Regions from separate parts of the Sus scrofa genome. Here regions 1, 2 and 3 are each linked to region 4. A link is a contact called in public HiChIP or PLAC-seq data. All regions are on one chromosome and are shown on one strand. Each heading gives the region's core, a stretch centred on a gene start, on an enhancer-like site or on the middle of the called end of the contact. The rest is flanking DNA. Distances are from core to core; before and after follow the strand shown.

Evidence for each region. HiChIP or PLAC-seq counts read pairs in DNA pulled down with a chosen protein or histone mark.
Region 1: an H3K27ac HiChIP or PLAC-seq map of alveolar macrophages shows a contact between it and region 4, with 10 times the contacts expected there. The contact joins the promoter of LOC100154423 here to the promoter of OAT in region 4. A contact is called at or near these places in 1 of 5 promoter capture datasets (fetal liver) and 1 of 2 datasets of contacts at active chromatin or transcription factors (alveolar macrophages).
Region 2: a contact with region 4 is called in an H3K27ac HiChIP or PLAC-seq map of alveolar macrophages. The contact joins the promoter of ACADSB here to the promoter of OAT in region 4. A contact is called at or near these places in 1 of 5 promoter capture datasets (liver) and 1 of 2 datasets of contacts at active chromatin or transcription factors (alveolar macrophages).
Region 3: a contact with region 4 is called in an H3K27ac HiChIP or PLAC-seq map of alveolar macrophages. The contact joins the promoter of BUB3 here to the promoter of OAT in region 4. A contact is called at or near these places in 1 of 5 promoter capture datasets (liver) and 1 of 2 datasets of contacts at active chromatin or transcription factors (alveolar macrophages).

What each region holds. Positions count from the first base shown.
Region 1 is chr14:132,521,591-132,524,573 of Sscrofa11.1, forward strand. It overlaps LOC100154423, which reads right to left and starts at 1,510. Exons shown (of 6, transcript XM_021073585.1): 1 at 1,092-1,510; 2 at 188-391. The coding sequence starts at 1,255.
Region 2 is chr14:132,561,159-132,564,363 of Sscrofa11.1, forward strand. ACADSB (short/branched chain specific acyl-CoA dehydrogenase, mitochondrial) reads left to right here and starts at 1,844. Exons shown (of 11, transcript XM_001926297.4): 1 at 1,844-2,254. The coding sequence starts at 2,213. It overlaps IKZF5 (zinc finger protein Pegasus), which reads right to left and starts at 2,092. Exons shown (of 5, transcript XM_005671516.3): 1 at 1,839-2,092; 2 at 217-364.
Region 3 is chr14:132,701,611-132,704,417 of Sscrofa11.1, forward strand. It overlaps BUB3 (mitotic checkpoint protein BUB3), which reads left to right and starts at 1,478. Exons shown (of 8, transcript XM_005671519.3): 1 at 1,478-1,672; 2 at 2,115-2,309. The coding sequence starts at 2,115.
Region 4 is chr14:133,823,283-133,826,251 of Sscrofa11.1, forward strand. OAT (ornithine aminotransferase) reads right to left here and starts at 1,497. Exons shown (of 10, transcript NM_001185141.1): 1 at 1,478-1,497.

The DNA.
Region 1 (2,983 bases), core at 260-2,759, 1.3 Mb before region 4:
ACGTTGACAAAAACGACTAGGCTGATTTACATTGTCTTTAAGATCCCGCCCATGCCTGCCGGTGTGTTTTTCTCTTCTCTTCCCTAGTGTCTGGCACCAATGTCACAAAATCAATACACATCACAAAAGCTCCAGAAAGCCAAAACACCACTTCCGAAGAACACAGGGACGTGCACACGTCACACACCTGTTATCCAGAACGTTACAAACACTCTTGCCCCTGCTGGTGCCACAGTACTCCTCTCCCAAGTACACTTCCATATTTCGTGCTGAACTTAAGACGCCAACAGAAACCATTTCTTCACCTCCACGAGGGTCACATCTCACGTGAAGGAAGCAGGGGTTTTCACCCTGGCGGTGCAAGCTCCTTTTCAAAATCACCAGATCCTGGCTGAAAACAAAATGAGGACAGCAGACTTTTACCGTCAAGTTCCCTGAACAATGCTCTCAACCCACGGAGTGGGCCACAGGGCTTACTGTCTCCAGTTCCCTTTACAGGTGCATTTGCAGCCCACGGGACAAGCGCTCAGTGCAGAATGCGTAAGGAAATGATGCCTTAGCCGCCAGGGCGCTCCACTCTCCCTGCCTCTTGATCTCTCCCTTCTAAGCGACTCTCTGTAACCGCCTGTCCAGCGGCGGAAATGTATTTACGGGGCATCCACCACCGTGAGTGAAGCAACAATTTGGAAGAGGGAGGGGGAGGCACAGAATGGGACAATGGACAGAAGGATGCCATTTTCAAAACGAAGCTGGCGGAGGTGTTCCTCAGTTGGTTTTTGTTTTGTTTTCTTGCTATCGTGGTCGCCAGGAGGTGTCGGTGCGTTTCGGGAGAGAGAGGCGGTTCCGATTCTGACAAGGGGCCTCAGGAGAGGACCTGGCCGCCACCAGGGGATGTGTGCCAAACGCCCACTGGCCTGGTCACCCGCCCCGTCCTCCCGCCGCGCCGGCCCTGCCCCCTCGCCCTCGCGCCGCCCAGACCCGTCACCAGCTCGGCTCCCAGACCCCGGCCCAGACCCTCTGCCCTCCCGGCTCCCCAGCCAGGAGCGTGGCTGTCACGCAGCACAGCCCCCGCCCCCGCCCGCGCGGCGCACCCCGTGGCAGGCGGCGCCAGCAGCTGCTCCCAGTCGGCGTCCCGGGCGCCGAGACCCGCCCGGGCGAGACGGAGGCTCTGGGCCAGGGCTCCGCAGGCGGCATCCCAGGAAGCCGCCAACGTCGGGCGGCGGGTCAGCGGCGCGTCCACGGCCCCGGTCTCCATTCGGCCGCCTCCAGCCCCGAGCAGCCCCGGAACCTCCCTTCCAGTGCCCGAGTTTCCGCTTGACAGAGGGCCGGTGAAGGAGCCACTTCCGACTGGTCTGGCTCCAAACCTGCGAGCCGCGGCTTCCCGCCGGGTCGGGAGACCAGCTCCTGGAGACACGCATGCGCGTACCGCCGGCTTCGGCCGCCGGCTTCAAAGGCTGCGCGAGGACCGGCTCAAGGCGGGAGCATGCGCATTGACGGCACCTCCGCCGGTACTGTGCGCAGGCGCGATGTGGCGCGCGGGAGCGGGGAGGTTTTTCGCCGTTGACCCCTGAGAAATAGGTGTTGTGGGTGTCGGTTGCTGGGCTGACCGACAGAGTTGGTCCCACGAGGGGAGTCCGTCGTGGGATAGGTGTGGAGTCGTCGCCCTCGCGACCCGAGGGACCTGCTCCACACCTCGTTGTCTCAGGAGTGGACAGGGTGCCTCCCGAGGCAGGCGGTGGAGTGAGGGGCGTGGGGGCGGGCGGCCGGGAGGTGGAGTCGCCTTTTCTGGTCACCCGCTCCGCGCTCGGGTTCTTTGCCGGGTGTCACGCGGGTGCCAGCCCGGGGACTTCAGCAGGAGGAGGTGTGCAAGGTGTCCCGGAGCGGCCGTGGGGCGGTGGCGGGCAGTGTGTGGGGAAGCTTTGGGGCGCAGCGAGCTCACCTGCTCAGCTGGCCCGGGCCGTGCTCGTGCCCCGTCTCAGGACGGCGCGGCCCGGGCGATGGAAGGTGGAGGAAGACCGAGCTGGAAGGGGGTCGCCCCGCCCGTCTGCACCACAAGCTCGGGGAAGAGCGGCCTCGGGTCTGCGGTGAAGGAGAATCCGACTGGACTTGAGGGACCTTTAAGCTTTGGGGGGAAAAGTGGGTCAGATGGAACTTTCTAGATGCTCTGTCGGATAAGAAGGCAGATGGTTCCTCCCCATCACCACTCATCCTTTTCCTGCAGATGCCTATGCTGATGAATTTTCCATCTTTGGAAAGAAAAAAGGGAATTAGAAAAGTGGAATGTCAGTGTTCCAAAGGCCTTGATTGTAAAGGTCCTAATTTGCAAAGATTTTTTGACGGTGCAGACTCATTTTGGTTGTCTACATCAGTAGTTCTCTGCTTCCCAGGGTCATAATTTAACTTTCATTCCTGTTAACATCTTTGGTGGCATCTGAGACCCACCGGCTGTGGGAAGGCCAGGGATGGAACCCACATCCTCTCAGAGACTACATAGCCTTCTTAACCGCTGAACCACATGGGAACTCCCCAAACCTTGGTTTTCTTCAAGAAAACCTGTTCTGTGTTTCTTCATCTCTGCTTCTGTTTGCAAAGCCCTGGCTTTCATCTGAACAATTCCAGGCGTTTCTTTACTGTAATTAGCCTCCCTTCTCAGTCACTTCCATTACATCTTCTGCACTACCCACTGTTCCTTCTGGTGCTTCTTGCTCTTAACTGAGTTTAGCCTTTTGAACTCTTACTCTTACTCTCTTCTCTGCCCTCCCAGCTCCCAGCTTTGCATATGCTTTAATTAACTACCTGGAATGCTTGTTCTTTTGGAACAGGGAGAATCCTGTTCATCATTCAGAGAACCAAGCAGACCTCCACTGTGCTACAGAATGAAACTCATTCCTCTGTACTACATTTAGACCTTTTAGGTATGTCAAACAAAAACCAGAACTGAACAGCGGAAACTTTTTTTTTTTTCTTTTTATGGCTGAAGCTG
Region 2 (3,205 bases), core at 594-3,093, 1.3 Mb before region 4:
ATATCAATGGAGAAGTCTAACAAATGAGGCTTGGTTTGTAGAGAATAATATGGACCTTCAAAAAGCTCCTCTGACTACAGAACTGCCAAAAAAACATTCTTTGAAGGTAAAAAGAGAGGTTATGAGGCTCTGAAACATCAGAAAAACATAATATGCAAGTAAAATATAAATAAATACAAATTGGAAAAAACAAAAAAGAGGAGTTACACATCTAACCTTTCACCCCAAATCAGTTCCTCCTTTTTCGTGCCACTCCACCATTGATGAAATGTAGAGTAATCGAAATTTACTCTGGAGACACACCCAGGGACTCCAAAAGGCCATGGAGGGAATTTCAACTAAAATTGAAAAGCCATACAGAGGTCTGCAAAGAAAAACACACCACAAATCAAAACCTTCGTGACAAGAGATTAGCATCTACAGGTTTAATAAGCTAATGCAATAATTTGCGCTAATCTTACTATTACCAGAAAACTATGCTAACAGAGAACAAAGCAGCAGGCTCACTTCAGCAAAAGCTCCAAATAATCACCAAAGAGTAACATGCACTAGTGTGACTGGTATTTTTTTCCCCCTCACTGGTGGATTTCTTAAGATTTCATTTTGGGCAAAAATTTTAATGTCTTTCTAAATTCAAATCATTAATTTCATTTGTTCATGGTATACTTCTAAAAGGCCAGGCTTAGTATTGCTGAAAAGCTAGAACGGCATAAAAATAATATACTAGCCTAGCCCCAGAGGGGAACATTTGTGGTAAAGGGTTAAAAAAAAACAAATGAAAAACCACCACACGCACCCCATAACAGCACATCTGATTCCCATCTTTATTGTCCTCTCTATCTCAACCCAAAACATTTAGGGTTTCTTGGGAAACGCTGTGGACCCCTAGGGGCAAAAACTACCATACATCTTAGTTCGCTGTAACGAACTCCCCAGATTATATTAACCTGTAGCTGTGATGTACGCACGACAAAAATAAAAACTAAGTGGAATTTTAAAAACTGATAGTCCAGACGTTTAAAAAGTGGTTCTAAAGAAGCTGTGTTTTTTCCAAACTAAAGTTCTTCAGAGCTCACAATTTAAAGTGCCTTTATTTCCTCTCCCACTTGTCGCTCCTCTTCAGGTCTGAATAGCACACTAAGGGGACAGTAAATGGGCCACGTGGTTAGTGGCAGCTGGAACCGGTTTAACTTCAATTTAGATTCACACTTACTAGGTGCAGGGCTCGGCTACTCGCATTCCACACAGTTGATTAAGCCTTAAATTCTGCACGAATCTGAACAATGGTTTGCTGCAAAATCCTCCTCAAACCTTACATCTCCCCAAAATTAGAGTGCACAAGCAGTAGAAACTGATCTAGGCAGGACCGTTAGATAAAAAGACTGAGGCTTTAAAGGTCGTCCCAACGAGCGACAGCCCGGAACTGGCGTCGGGGCGGCATCCTCACCAAGATTCGGGAACACCTAGGACAGCCCTTGCCCCGGAACCTGGTAAAGACGCAAACCTCCGGGCGCCCCCTCACGACCACCTGTCAGAGCGAGAGGCAGCATCCTACCCCGGAGTCTCCAAGCCATTGCCCGACGGCAACGCCACCGCAGGCATTGCTCCTGCGGGGCTCCGGGGGCCAGACTCCGCATCCCACGCGTTCGGGCCAGGAGGGCCCTGGGTCGTGACCCTGCCGACCGACCGACCGACCACGCCCGACCCTCTGCCTGGGCTGAGTCCCGGGCGGAGGCAGCCCGCCCGTCGCGGACACCCGGCTCTCTCCTCCCGCCGCTCCTTCGTAGCACTCTGCTCAGCCGTGTCACTGCCGTCCGAGCCGGTAACCAGCTACTTACCACCTGACAGCCGCACCGAGTAACCCCCACCGCCTTGTTCAACGCCGCTGCTGTAGCCGTCGCCGCCACCGTCTTCGTCACCGCCTCCGCCGCCATGTTTGTTGTGTCTCCGGCCCCCTTCCCGCCCCGCTGCCTTTCCCAACTCTCGCGTGAGCAAGGTGTTGGGCGAAAGCAGAGAAGAGGCTGTGTGTCTCTTTTGGGGTTCCGTAGGTACAAGGGGGCGGGACAAGGGAGTGAGACCGAGGACCGTGGGGCGGGGACTAGTGGGCGGGGCTCTGGCACCTGTCCCCCGCACCCGAGGCGTCGGAGCGCAGAGCAGAAGCGCCTACTCAAGGCCTTGCGAAATTGTCCGAGGTACCAGTCCCGGTGCGCTGATGGAGGGATCCGCTGGTCGGCTGCTGCGCGGCAGCGCGCTGGTGAGTGCGCTCGCGGCGGGCTTCTTGGGGCTCCCGGACGACCTTGGCCTCGGCGGCGGGGTCTTGTCTTATGGGGTCTGAGGCGCCTGGTCTTCGTCCTGGACCCGTACTTCCGACCCTCGGTTGGGTTGATCTCAGACCCCCTCACCGACCCTGACCTCTCTTCAGGCCTCTGGCCGAACTGGCCTCAGTTTTCCGTAAGGAGAGCAGGAATCGACAGCTGAGGAAAAGGGGGCTGGTCGCTGGTCTAAAGCTTCTTGAATGGAGCAATCACCCTGCGTGGGGTCGGGAGAGCCAGAGCTGCAAGATATTCTTTTTTTTTTTTTTTTTTTTTTTTTTTTTTTTTTTTTTTTTAAGGGCCGAGCCCGCTGCATATGGAGGTTACCAGGCTAGAGGTCGAATCGGAGCTACAGCTGCTGGCCTGCACCACAAGCACAGTAATGCTAGATGCGAGCGGAGTCTGCGACCTATATAGTGCAGCTCACGGCAACGCTGGATCCTTAACCCAAGTGAGCGAGGTCAGGGATCGAATCCCCGTCCTCGTAAATACTAGTCGGGTTCGTTCCTGCTGAGCCACGTAGGAACTTTCGAGCTTCAAGGTATTCTTTGCAGGGCCTTGAGTCCTAGGAGTCACCGAGTTTCGACTCTTTGGAGGCATTTTGTGGAGATGTCACCTCTCCAATGCCACCTTTCCCCAAGATTACATTTCCTTGCTCACCCCCTCCCCGCCCAAAGATTGTTGCAATATAAGCACAGTCCCATTCCGCGCAGTGTTTGCCGCTTCTCTTTTCCGCGGCCCTGATCCAAAGTTAGAGACGGACCTCGGAGTGGGTCGGATTTACCCGCCAAAAAGAGTTTACGCTGCTCCTTACCTCTGGCTGGGACATGAGCATATTGCATGGATGGGCTCTTTACACAGGGGAATCCGTTCCTCTCTCACTTCCTAGAGCT
Region 3 (2,807 bases), core at 228-2,727, 1.1 Mb before region 4:
ATACACACACTGGATAATGAAATACACTTAGATTTTATTAGCGGATAATTCATGCTCAGAATCTCGAAACACTAGTAGAATTAAATAAACAACTGGGAGAGGGAACCAAATAAAATTATTTGGAGATAAAATTATTTAACCAAAATTAGAGTGGAGGCAAGGCACTGCACTTTAAAATTCTTAACCTAGCCATTAAGTTGTTGAAAGAGAACCAAGCATGAGGACTGGTGAGGAGGGAGGGCAAAGATCTGTCCTTTTGGCTGGAATATCATCAATACACTGGGCAGAAGGGTGGTTGTTGTGTGTTGACCGTGTCAAGACTCATAAAGAGAAGTGCACCTGAGTCTGTGTATTTGAATGGTTTAAGGACCAACAACACTTTTTTCTCTACCAAGGTACCTTAGAAAGTAAACACCTTAAGCTCAACAATTTCCTCCCACTTCATACGAAATCACATAGTAAAATAGTGAAAAAGACCTTATAGCATGGATTAAATTGAAAAATTTCAGTGAGCCTTTGATATTCAAGAGTAAGTCGCAGCTTCTAGTTATAAATTAAGTATTGCATTTCTTTCAGGGAGGCCAAATTATTTCTTAATACAGAAGCAACCTTCTTGATTCTTCTCTTTCTGGAAGATTCTAGAAACAGAAAATAGAGCAAACCTAACCTGGAAGTTTAGGGAGTTGTTGGGGTGGGGGGTGGATGGGGAGAAGCTTGTAGCTATCATTTCAGGACCCTACTTGAACATATGTCTAAAAGAAGCTTTTGCGCTTTAATACATTGTGAGTGTTTGTTCCCCAGTCTGTTCAACCTCCTGGACAGAGTTCCTTGAACAAACAATGGTCTGATTAATGCACATTTCCAATCTCTCACCAGGCCTGGCACACACTGGGTGCTCAATTAATGTTTGCAGAAAGATGGAATGAAGAGACAAAGAAGAGTATAAATAAGGATGAGTTTCTCTGAAGTCAGCAGATCTTACGACAGTGGTAAATGTGAGACCCTGGTTCATAGGTGGAAATTCCAGGAGAAAAAAGTAGGGAAAATACGCAATTGATTAGAGCAAATATTTCCCCATTCCAATTTTTGGTTCACTTCATGGGCATATATGTACGTCCAGTGGAAGGGAGACTAATTTAGCTCTATAAAAGTACTGACCAAAACGGGGTTATTGCGCGTGAGAAATTAACTGAGGTGGAGAGGGCGCCAAGAGTCAAACTAGAAAAAGCATCTTTCCCGCTTGCTATTCAGGAGACTACTAGGGCGTGGGCCCCCGAGGAGACTACATTTCCCAGCGTGCACATAAGGACAGGAGAGGGCGTGAGCGCTGCCTTGGCGCGATGCTCTTTGGGAATTGTAGTTTTCACTTGTCCAGGACCGGCGTGGCTGTTTCAGCCTAGTGGTGAAACGAGATCACGTGATCGGAAAGTCCGTGGTTCGCCTTTGAGCCGGAAGAGGTTGACTGGGTTGACCTACTCCCGCCTTCCGGCGGACCTATCGGCGGCCTAGAGTGAGGCGTTGGCGTTTGAAATCAGCCAATGGCAGGCATAGGCTGGAGCAGCTACTCCGCCTCCTTCGCCCGGCCCGCGAGTGCGGCGAGGGAAGCTCGGCGGCGGCGGCGGTGGCGCGCGGTGTCGAGCGGCGGCGAAGTTGCTTCTGAAGGGAGCCCAAGGTAGCGGGAAATGGTAGCCGGGCGCAGAAGTGAACTCCCCGGAAACTCCTGGGGCCTAGGGCTGGCGGAGCCGTCCTCTGGGAACCGGTTTCGCTTGTATAGCTCTTCCTTTATTGTAGGAGCATTCGGGGCGGCAGGCCTTGTTGGAGAGGCGGGCGTGCGGGAGCCCGCGGCGGGGAGGGGCGCGGCGGGCCAGACCGAAGGCTAGAGTTTGGGGTGCAGTGGCGTGAGCTTAAGAGGGGCGCGTTAGAGGGGCGGCAGTGGGTGGCGGTGAGGCCCGACCCTGGCTGGCGGGCCGGCCGAGCGCAGGCGCAGAGGCGGTGTCGCCGGCCTTCCCCAGGTCCCGCCCCCTGCTCCCCCCGCCCCCGCGACCGGGCCTTCAGCCAGTGCGGCCCCCCGGCCCCGAATTCTTGGGGACTCTCACTGAGCGCTTTTTCCGTAGATGACCGGTTCTAACGAGTTCAAGCTGAACCAGCCACCCGAGGACGGCATCTCCTCGGTGAAATTCAGCCCCAACACCTCCCAGTTCCTGTTGGTTTCTTCCTGGGACACATCCGTGCGCCTCTATGATGTGCCGGCCAACTCCATGCGGCTCAAGTACCAGCACACGGGCGCCGTCCTGGACTGCGCCTTCTACGTAGGTGTCTCCGCTCCTGCCCCCTTTTTATGTTATGAGATTCCTTTGTTAATAGCGTCCCTTTTCCAGTGTTGAGCAGGGGCTTTTGTCGTTGGAGTTATTTGTACAGCTTCACTAACTCCACTCCCTCTGCCCGAACACACATCTGCCCCAGGTACTGTTTTTTTGGTTCTCTTTTCTTTCTTTTCTTTTTTTTTTTTTTTTTTTGGCGCTGGGGACGTGCAAATGTCGGAAACTCGTTCTCCCCTTTGCTTCTAATGGAGTACCTCTGCAAACTTTCTGGGCATAATGAATTTGAAACTCAAAAGAAGACAGTAAAATTTGGCTGACTTATTAAAGGGAAGGCTTTTTAGTAACTACTAGGAATGCTTGTTTATTCTCGGTCACTGCGGTGAACAGTTCTTTCTTAATTTGATGACATAGGGTGTAGAACACTTATTTGTTCTATTTTTTGAACTTTTTTTTCTGTCTGCAATTAATGTTGAGCTTGTTGTACAT
Region 4 (2,969 bases), core at 247-2,746:
AAAGAAGAGAGAACTAAGAGCCGACTTGAGCCTTGCCTCTGGGAAGCCTGAAGGTGCCCCGGGGAGGACAAGCAGGGACACATTTACAGTAAAACCCAGCAAGCACTGGCGTGGTGTGCAAAAAGTGCTGCAGGCTGGAAACTGCAAGGAGACCAATGAAAGGTGGAAAGGCTTTTTCTTTCCACCAACTCCTTCGCATACCATCCGAAGGTTGTATAATAAAGACACACACACAGCTACACACACAGGTACACCTTCTCCCTGGGGCATTCAGCCAAGGCTGAACAGCGGAGTGACTCAAGAGTTGGCACCTAATCTTGGAGACTGAGGAACCACTCAGAAAATATTTATTTACGTGGGGGTGTGAGACTTTCAAAGATAAGAGCCCAGAGCCAGAGACCAAATCAGAGGCGCAGGCTGCCTGGGAGCCGTTGGGGGGGGGGGGGGGGCGCAGAGGGGCTGAGGACTGCTGTGCATATCAGCTCTGTCCTAGTGAAATTAAGAAAGGATTTGGCTCTACATAGGTAACAGGGATGAACCAAAGCGAAAAGAGATGAGGAAAGGAAAAGTGATTTCTTGGGGGAAGGGAAGGGCTGCTTAGAAAGGCAAAACCTGTTTTTTAGCCACAATTATCTAAAACTTCTATAGGTCCAAATCATCATACACAAAGGTGAAAGGTAAGAAGATGGGGAAAAAATGTTTTGTAATGTATAGCAAACAACCTTTGAGGAGCTTTTTAAGTGGAAGAGACCAGACACAAAATAAAACAGTATGTATGAGATGCAATGATGCAACTCTGAAAAGAAAACTGTCTACCCTGCTAAGACGGTGGTTCCTATAAAATTAACCCCCAAAAAACTGCACCACAAAAGCAACTGTTTAAAGGAGAAAAAGGCAACCAGGAACTAGAGAGTATCAAGTTATGACAAGCCAAGAAGTTTAGTAATAAATCTTAAATATCACTGAGCAAACTGGCATTCATTCGCTCACAATCTATTTATATATTTCAGAGTCAATTTCTCTCCTCTCACCAGCACCAGCCGGAAGACCAGCCCCCATCACAGTTCTTCACAAGGCTTTGTAACCAACTGTATCACTGAGAGTCCTGATAAGCCATGAAGTACATTCTGAGCTAAGGAAGAAGCCAAAAGTAACAAGAAAACGGGAAAATACACAGCAACCATGTGAGGGCAGGGGGTGGGGGGATATTTTTTAAAGATAAATTCAAGATTAGTGGAAAGTTGCCAAACATGAAACGTACTTAATATGTCTATAGCTATTTTTTTTTAAAGAGTAGTTAATTCATGTTTCAACAGAGCTCTGTCAATAAGTCAAGCCAGCACGCAGTCTGAACTGCCAGATTAGCAAAACCTATTACTTGGAACTTGGCTCGCTTCCCAATCAACTTGGCACTACCCAGTAAATCCAATATGTTCAGGCATTCGCTAAACAAAATCCAGCACTTGCCAAGACTCACCCAACTATCCTTTCTTCCCACAGTACAGATTAATTACAGATTTTTTCACTGGAGATCCAGCGACGTCTTCAGAGCGTTCAGTAACTCCTGAAATAAATTGCAGACGTATGTGCCTAAGTGCATTTTTCGAAGATCCCTAATTTCCACTAGATTTTATTTCAAAGAAGTGTATTAACCACAACAAAAAAAATTACATACGAATCATTACACTGGAGATAGCCGCTAGCAAAAATGCAAAAACTTCTGGTTATACTTGACAGAACTCACCCAAAATATTAAGTCTCAAACATTGATTTTAGGACTTCTCTTGTGGCGCAGCGTTATCACTGCTGTGGCACAGATTCAATCACTGGCCAGGGAACTTCCATGTGTTGTGGGCCCAGCCAAAAAAAAAAAAAAAAAGCAAACAAACAAATAAATAAATAAAACATTGATTGGTTTTTAACTTTATTTCTTGACTAGAGACGCAGTAAGCATTAATGCTCTGTTTGACCAACTTAAAAAAAAAAAAATTTACTTTTCGCCTTGATCAAATTAGCAGTAAAACACAGTGTCACTTAGATACCGTTTTTTTTTTGTTTGTTTGTTTGTTTTTGTTTTGTTTTGTCTTCTTGCCATTTCTTGGGCCGCTCCCGTGGCATATGGAGGTTCCCAGGCTAGGGGTGCAATCAGAGCTGTAGCCACCGGCCTATGCCACAGCCACAGCAATGCGGGATCCAAGCCACACCTGCGACCTACACCACAGCTCACGGCAAGGCCGGATCCTTAACCCAATGAGCAAGGGCAGGGATCGAACCCGCAACCTCATGGTTCCTAGTCAGATTTGTTAACCACTACACCACGACGGGACCTCCTAGATACTATTTAAACTGAAACACGGGGGAAAAACTGTAATTGCAATGTATACATGTAAGGATAACCTGACCCCCTTGCTGTACAGTGGGAAAATAAAAAAATTAATTAAAAAAAATAAATAAACTGAAATACTTTCTGAAAAAAATCTCTAACCACAATAAATAAAAGCCTTAAAAGTGTTTGTGCTCTTAGACAACTAATTTCACCTTTTTTTGGAGGAAACAGAAAAATTTTAATTGCCAGGCTACTTAGTGCTGTGCTCTCTGACTTCACTCTTAAGATTCTTTTTTTTTTTTTTTTTGGCCGCACCTGAGGCATAGGCAAGTTTCCAGGCAAGGGATAGAATCCCAGCTGCAGTTTCGACCTACACCGCAACTACAACACCGGATCCTTAACCTGCTGCGCCACAGTAGGAACTCCCGGTTTCAAGACTCTATTCGAAAGAAATAGGACGGTGGACATTCGTGAATAAAGCATGTTCAACAATGTGAGAATGGTTCAGCATAATCACATAATACATTCTCATTTAAAATAATTACAGTTCTTAATGACAAGAAGAGATTTTGTTCGTTTTTTGGGGTTTTTTTTCTTGTCTTTTCTAGGGCCGCATCTGCGACATATGGAGGTTCCCAGGCTA